2 separate regions of the Sus scrofa genome follow, and region 2 is linked to region 1. Evidence: chromatin contacts called from public Hi-C data. All regions are on one chromosome and are shown on one strand. The core of a region is the stretch at or near the end of the contact, and the rest is flanking DNA. Distances in the headings are between cores, read along the strand shown.

Region 1 (3,786 bases), core at 877-3,376:
CACCAGGTAAATGTCCCGGTCATTCTCTGCCTGGATCACGTCCAGGAGGCGGACGATGTTGGGATGGTCCCCAAACTCCTGGGGAGAGAGCAGGGGGCTGTGCTCTGGGGGTCAAGAGACCAGGCTCCCCCTTATTTGGAGAGGCAGCATCTGGGGAAGGCGGCGGATGGCCTCGGCCGCTCACCTGAAGCAGCATGATTTCCCGGAAGGTCCTCTGGAACGAGACAGAAACAGGCGTGTGGGTGCGGAGCAAGGCGGATCCCCCGGGACTGATGCTCGCCACCCACACCCCCCGGGCCAGGGATGGAGGAGGGCAGAGCTCTGAGAAGCGTCAGAAACAAGCTGAATCGTCCAGATACAAGGCTGCAGGGGTTGCCCTCAGCCGGCTTCATCCTTTCTCACTTACCTGGGCATCTGTCTTATTCCTGAAGGCATCAAAGATTTTTTTGATGGCCACAACCTCGCCGGTCCTCCGATCCAGTGCCTTCCACACAATGCCGTAGGCCTGGGAAGGACGGAGGGAGTCAGCCTGCCGGCTCGGGGCCATCCCCTCGCTCCCAGGCCGCCCCCTGCAGGCACCAGCCTCCTCCTTCCCACTCTGGCTTCTAGGAGGGGAGGCGGTGTGCTGAGGGCAAGGTGCCTGCGGGTGCAGGCTGCCAGCCTGCTCCTGGGGAAGGCGGGCAGCTTCCAGAGGAGTGGAGAGGAAGCAAGGGGCATCTGGTGACGTCCCCAGGAGGAAGCGAGGTCACAGATGGCAGGGAGTTTCTGGGCAAGAACTGGGGCCTGACCCTTCTCCAGACAGCCTTTCACCTTCCGGGCACCCAAATCCCTCTCCCATCGAGCCCATCCAGCCTGTCAGCACATCCTGTTGGCTCCACCTACAGAATTCATCAGAATCCAGTGGCTTCGTACCATCGTTGCTGCCCTCGCCCTGGTGCCCTGGTCTGTGCCTCTCACGCCTCTTGCCTGCGTCGCTGCACTGACCTCTAAGCTCCTGCTGCTCCTCCTTAACAGAGTGGGCGGGCCGAGCCTTGCAAAGTGCTGCCAAAGGCGGCTACCCCTCCCCATGTCACTCACAGTAGGAGCCAAAGCCCTGGCAGCTCCCCAAAGCCCCACATGATCCAACCATCCTTCCTACCCTGGCACATCAATTTTTCTTCCCCGAAGGCCCAGCAGGTCTTTGTCTCGGGGCCTCTGCACGGCTGTTTGCACCATCTGGAAGCCCTTTCTCCCCTCCCCCATTACACACTTGCACACACCAAGTCACACAGCTCACTCTCACACACAATCCCACATCCTCTCACACAATCACAAATGCACGTGGGGGAGTTCCCACTGCGGCACAGTCAGTTAAGGATCCAGCATGGCCATTGCTGTGTAGGTCACAGCTGCAGCTTGGATTCAGTCCCTGGCCCAGGTGCAGTGGGTGCTGTGGTGGGGGGGAACCCACAAACGTGCAGGGTTCTGGCCCCCACTCCATGCCCACCCATTTACCGGCTCAGGCCCTTCTACTGCAGAGGCCCTGGCATCTGCCGCTGCACAGCTGGGGTGGGTGTGCTGGCCTCCCTGAGCATCCTGTGGGCTCTGGGAGTGGCAGCCTGGGAGCCGAGGTCAGTGGGTGGGGACCGCGGGTGGATGGGGCACTGGAACCACACCCGAGACTGCTGGAGGCCTGGCTGTCACTTGCCTCCCAAAGCCAGGTAACAAGCTCCCTGGGAGTAGACACGGATAGGACCCTGACATAGGAGACAGGCACCAAGGCGCTCCGGGACTTGCCCAAGGCCGCACCAGCAGCTCGTGGAGGAGGCAAGACTCAAGCCCAGGAGACCCTGGCCCTGGGGAAGGCAACCGTCCTCAGACTGGTCCTGTCCACGCCCTGCAGGTGACCCGGTCCGGGGGATGCCCGGGCGCTTCCCCGACTCACCCCCTTCCCGAGCCTCCGCTTGAGCAGGTATCGCTCGGCGACGCGATGGTCCACCTCGGCGGCACACATGCCGGCGGAGGGGCCGGGAGGCCTCCCGACACGGAGGTGCACGAACTGTTGAATCCGGTTTCCTTGGGAACTGGCGGCGACGCCTCCCTTGCGCCCGCGCCGGGCGGGGCGGGGCCTGCCGCGCGAAGCCCGCCCACTCCGGGGCCACCCAGGGGCCCCTCCCTGGAGCCCCGCCCCCTCGGCGCTGGCCTCCCCCACCCCGCCAGCCAGGCCCCAGCGGGCGCCGCTCGCAGCTCCCCGGCCCGCCTCCGCCCAGGGGGCCTCCCGCAGCCTCCAGAACCTCTGCGCCGACGCCGGGCTTGGGCCCGTGTGGTGCCCGCGGCCCGGGACGCGGTCTCCTCCCGCCGTCTTACTGCCGGGCTCTGCTAAGGGCGTGCGGGGGTTGGAGTCATTCGCAGACAGTTTGAGGGCAGGCGCCGCGCCGCCCCGGCGAGTGCGAGTGCCTGAACTGGGTAGAGGCCCCGCGAGGAGCCGGGGCGTTCCAGGGCCGGGGTCCCGGCGAGCGGCAGCGGGGGTAAAGCTGGAGAAGGAGAGTGTTTGGGCGACTGGCTGAGCGGGGATGGCTGCGCGCCCAAGTCAAGCGGTAGACGGCGATCTGAGCCTCTGGTGGGGGCTGGCGGGCGGGGTGGCCAGGAAAGGAAATGGGAGCACATCGAGGGGCCCCGCATGGGGGTGTGTGCCTGGCGCGTCGGAGCCACAAGGAGGCCCGGGTGGCTGGAGACGTCCAGAGTCCGCAGGGGGCGGTGGGCCACGCGGGAGAGCGGTGACTGCGCGGAGAGAGACCCGGCGCAGCAGGGTGGAAGCAGGGGAGGGGAGGAGATGCGAAGGAGTGGGTTCTGGCTGCAGTGGAGCCCCTGGATTTGCTGTAGGGGGGCTGTGGGTGTGAGAGAAAGAGGAATCTTGGATGACGGCCAGGTTCCTGGGAAGGGGGTGTCTGGAAGGAGCCGGCTGAGATGGGAAGGCAGCCGACAGACCAGGTTTAGAGAGACTCGGAATTGAGACGTTTAAGAAGCTGATAGGACATCCAAGTGGAAATCACAGAAAGACCTGACTCGGGTTCAGGGGTGAGGTGACATACCCAAGGGGTGTGGGTTGATGCAGCAAGGCTTAAAGCAGCAGCTGGACAAGACTGCCAGGGCGTGAATGTGGGTACAGAAGCGATGAGGCAGAGCCCTGAGCTCTCCAGCGTTCAGGGTCAGCTGCCAAAGTGTCTGGAGCCCAGCAGTTTTAAAACCTTTCCATCTGTTATAGACCCATCATTTTGTAAAATACAGTAAAAATGAGTTTCTAGGGAAAAAATGTTAACCATATACATAAAAGCCCAAAAGCTTTTTATTAGATTCGGGTCATACAACTACTCCGTCCTATGGCCACGCTTCTCAACTCTTTCCATTTCTGAGTGACTTCATCGTAGACCTTAGCCGTTTGGGGGAGGGCACTACAGACGGGGGCGGGGGGGGGGGGCTGGGTGCTGTCTAGTGGCCACATGAGGACACCACGTCTGAAACAGAGAACACAGGGGTCCCTGGTGGCTCACTGTGTCAAGGATCCAGCGCTGTCACCACTATGGTATGGGTTCGATCCCTAGCCGGGGAACTTGCGCATGCTGCAGGTGTGGCGAAAAAGAAAAAGAAAGAGAACACAAATGAAAGAGCACTTGACATGGGCTGAATGCCTTCTAGAAAGGCTGCCCTGAAGAAGACTGGCCCCAGCCAGTGTTGATGAGGGTGTGTGTTGCAGACCACTGAACGGCTGAACTCGGCAGAAAACAAACTTGGCGCACGTGCAAGAGC
Region 2 (3,618 bases), core at 833-3,332, 54 kb after region 1:
GCACCAGCTTCAGCGGCCCTACCTCCTGAGGGTCCCGGCTCTCCAGCCATCGCAGCGCCGTCTCCAGACCGCGCACAGCCTCCCCAGCCGTGGGCACGGTGGCCTCCTCCTCCTCCTCCTCTCCACCCGCCACGACGGGGGGCGGGCTGCCCGGGGTGGGAGGGGCTCCCGGGACCAGCACGGGAGGACGGCTGGGGCCGGAGTCCTCCCTGCAGCCGTCGGGCAGCCCGCCGTCATCGTCCAGGTGCAGCCACTCGGCCACCTCCTCAGGGGCCAGGCGCTTGTAGGCCAGGGCCGCCAGGTGCGTGAGGTCGCTGAGCACCTCCTCGGCCTGGCCAGCTGGCTGCCCTGCGCGCTCCTCCACCGGCCGGGGCTCAAAGGCGGCTCGCAAGCCCAGCAGCCAGCAGCGCTCAATGCTGCCCGCCTGCACCAGGTCCCAGGAGAGGCCGGCCAGGTAGAGCATGTCCTTGAGCATGAAGCTGCGCATGAAGTCCAGGGGGGAGCCCCCGGCGCAGGACACGGCCAGCCGCAGCAGCTCCCGCTTGTACAGCTGTTTGAAGGCGGCCACCACGCCCTGCTCCAGGGGCGCAGGGATGTGTGCCCGGCTGCTGCCCCTGGACAGGAACAGCACCCGCACAGCCCCGTCGGGGGTCTGCAGCTCCTCCGGGGGTCCCTGCGGCTCAGGTCGGCACCTCCTGGGGGTCTCGTCACTATCCTCCAGGGCGGGCATCCTCGAAGTTGGGCTGGGGCAAGGCGGGTGGGCGACCAGCAGGACAGCCTTCTGCTGCAGGCAGCTGCGGCGCAGGTAGCGCCTGACCCCGGGGACGAACTCCTCGAAGAACCAGCCCCGCAGCAAAGGGCGGCTGAGCCAGGCGTCTGGGCTGTAGCGGTAGGAGGCAGGGAACTTGTCCTGGTTGTGGTGGCGCAGGCTGGGTGGGTCCGGCAGCTGCCCGATGACCAGTGGCTTCAACTTGTGGCTGCCGGTCAGGTTAGCGGCCAGCAGCACCGTCACCCGGTCGCCCCTCCAGCGACGGCCGCAGCCCCCCGCGCCCAGGGGCGAGGCCTGCTCCGGAAGCAGCTTCCAGTAGAGGCCGGTGACGTTGGCATTGTAGATCTGCTCGTCGCCGTAGCCACCCTCGGCGGGGGCCGGGGCGTTCAGGACGCGATGGGGCAGGGGGCCGGCGCGGGGGTGCTGCACCGGCTCCTGCTTGACAGGCGGGCCGGGCGCGGGACCGGCGGCCGGGGGCTCGGCCTCGCCGTAGATGCGCTGGCTGGAGATGCCGTGGCGCTTCTGCCAGCGCCAGAACCAGCCGTGGCTGGCCTTGAAGGTGCACTCGGGCCCGTAGATCTGGCGCGCGAAGGCCTCGGCCTGCGCCTGGATCAGCGGCCCTGAGAGCGGCACGCCATGCTGGCGCAGCGCCAGGAACCACGAGTAGACGGCGCGGTCGATCTCCTCCTCGTTGGCCAGGCGCATCTTCTTGCGCTGCGTGCCCACCTCGCCGCCCAGCTGCTCTAGGAACCAGCGCAGCTTGGGCTCGTCCTTGAGCCAGCCGCGCAGCGTGCCGCCGGGCACGCCGAAGTCGCGGCACACGCTGGCCTGCCGCTCGCCGCCCTTGACGCGCTCGATGGCCTGCAGCTTGTCCTTAATAGAGTAGGCCTTGCGGAAGGCCATCTTCACTGCCCCGCGGGGCCGCGGCCCCGCCGCGGGGGGCGGCGGCCGCGCGGCGGGGACCAGGGCAGGCGTGGGGGTCCGCAGAGGCTGCGTGGGGCGCCCGGGCGGGGGGCGGCGGCCGCGCCGCGGGGCCGAGCAGGCAGGGGGGCCCGCGGGGTACATGGTACGGGCGGCAGCGGCGGCGGCGGCGGCGGCAGAGGCAGCAGCGGCAGCGGGGGCGCGGGAGCCGGGGCCATACGCCCGCCCGGCCGGCCGCGCGGGGCGGGGCTCCGGGGGCGGGGCCGGCGGGGCCCTCCCCTTTGTCTGGCCCGCTCGGCGCGCGCAGGCGCGCTGACCCGGCCCGGCCCCGCCCCACCCCGCGCGTCACCGGGCGCGTGTTGGCCCGTCGGCCCCGCCCCGGCCCGCCGAGTCCACCCGAGCGGCGGCGGAGGGGGGCGGGCGGGGAGGGCGCCGTCCTCGGCTGTTTGCTGCAGCGTCTCCCGGAAGGAGCGAGCCCTGCGGTGGTCTCCTACTGGCTTCTGTCTTCGCACCCACGGGGAGCGTCGCGCGGGGGGCTCCGGCAGCGCGGCGGGGCGTGCACGCGAGCCTCTTCCCCCGCGTCCCGGTGCGTGGTAGAGTCCGCTGCTTCATTTCCCGTGCGCGGCCCGCGCGGTCCTCCTTTTCCTCTGCCGTCCAGCGTTGCCGAGCCTTCCTCTTTGGTCGCCGCGTCCTTGTCCTTGGCTGGCGTGTGAGTACCGCGGCTCGCGCCGCCAGGGCCCTGGGAGGGGCGGTCCGCACTGCGCCGGGGGACCCGGCCGCAGTGCAGCGGGCAAGCGGTCACCGGGGCGCGCGGCCAAGTGCGGGCGAGCAGGGAGCGCAGAGGGGCGGGGCCCTCGGACCACGTGCGGCCGGACCCCTGCGGCAGGAGGGCGGCTGCGGGAATGCCCAGCAGCGCGAGCCCCTCACGCCGTGGGTGACAGGAATGTGTGTCCAGCTGTGGCCCGCGCCAGTAGCTCTTGCTCTCCTTCCTTTGTCCGCGTTTATTGAGCGCCTCCTGCATGCCCGCGCTGGGTCTCGGGGTCGGACCCCGGCCCAACTGTCCGGGAACCTCGACAGCTAGCGAACGCGGGAAAGAATTAAAACGCGATTGCTGGGTGACTCAGAAGAGATTCACGGTCTTCTCTGTGATCGAGGGTCTTCACGCGGATAAGGTGGTCCGGGCTGGAGGCGATGTGGAGCGACCCCCGCCCCCCAGCTCTGGCGGCGGGCGTGCGCTGAGAAAGCCTGGCACGCAGACTCCAGGGAGCAGGTGCTCTCTGCCAGCTCTGCAGCGAAGTCAGTGTCCTGGGCCTCGACTCCTCACCCTGGAGTGGCTGCCGCGGGCTTCGCGGGACCCTGGGCAGAGTGGGGGTTCCCTTCCTTGGAGGAGGCTGCCGTGAGGCCGGCTCCCTTGACTCCGCTCCTGGGGAGCTGGGTGAGGCTGCCTGCAGGGTTCAGTGCAGGTGGGCACAGCGCTTGACCAGTGTTTCTGCGAAGGAGGGTTTTCGGAGGTGGTTGCTCCGCTCTGGTGTCAGTTTTCAGGGGCCTTAGGCAAGAACTGCTGACATAAGCCCTGGTTTTGTGCCTGTGTTTTAAGATGATAGGCATGAGTGCGGAGTGGACAGCAGGGCGACGTGTGCGTGTGTGTGTGTGTGTGAGGTACACGCATCGGGGAGACACAGATGCCCAGCTCCTCTCTCTGACTGGGAGCCTCAGGTCCCCCGACTCCCATCTCCAGGTGTGCGCAGACGCAGGGCCAGTGCTGGCGTCGCTCTAGGGAAGGAGACCCAGGTGCCTGGCGGTCAGGGCACATAGACCGGGTACCACGGACCAGCAGAACAGATGCTGATGGCCAGAGCGTTGCAGCACAAACAGTGCAGCTGGCTGGGCCTGGGGCGGGGTGATGGGGGCAGCTACAGTGTGGGCCC

Evidence for each region. Hi-C and Micro-C count contacts between places; a contact is called where the count stands out from the background.
Region 2: a contact with region 1 is called in a Hi-C map of epiblast stem cells, with 1.8 times the contacts expected there. The contact joins the promoter of EEF1D here to the promoter of MAPK15 in region 1. A contact is called at or near these places in 2 of 47 Hi-C or Micro-C datasets (epiblast stem cells and liver).

The regions. Positions count from the first base shown.
Region 1 is chr4:913,411-917,196 of Sscrofa11.1, forward strand. MAPK15 (mitogen-activated protein kinase 15) reads right to left here and starts at 2,127. Exons shown (of 13, transcript XM_021090469.1): 1 at 1,925-2,127; 2 at 407-505; 3 at 185-214; 4 at 1-78. The coding sequence starts at 1,993.
Region 2 is chr4:967,450-971,067 of Sscrofa11.1, forward strand. It overlaps EEF1D (elongation factor 1-delta), which reads left to right and starts at 2,083. Exons shown (of 8, transcript XM_021090459.1): 1 at 2,083-2,399. It overlaps TIGD5 (tigger transposable element-derived protein 5), which reads right to left and starts at 1,942. Exons shown (of 1, transcript XM_021090462.1): 1 at 1-1,942. The coding sequence starts at 1,834.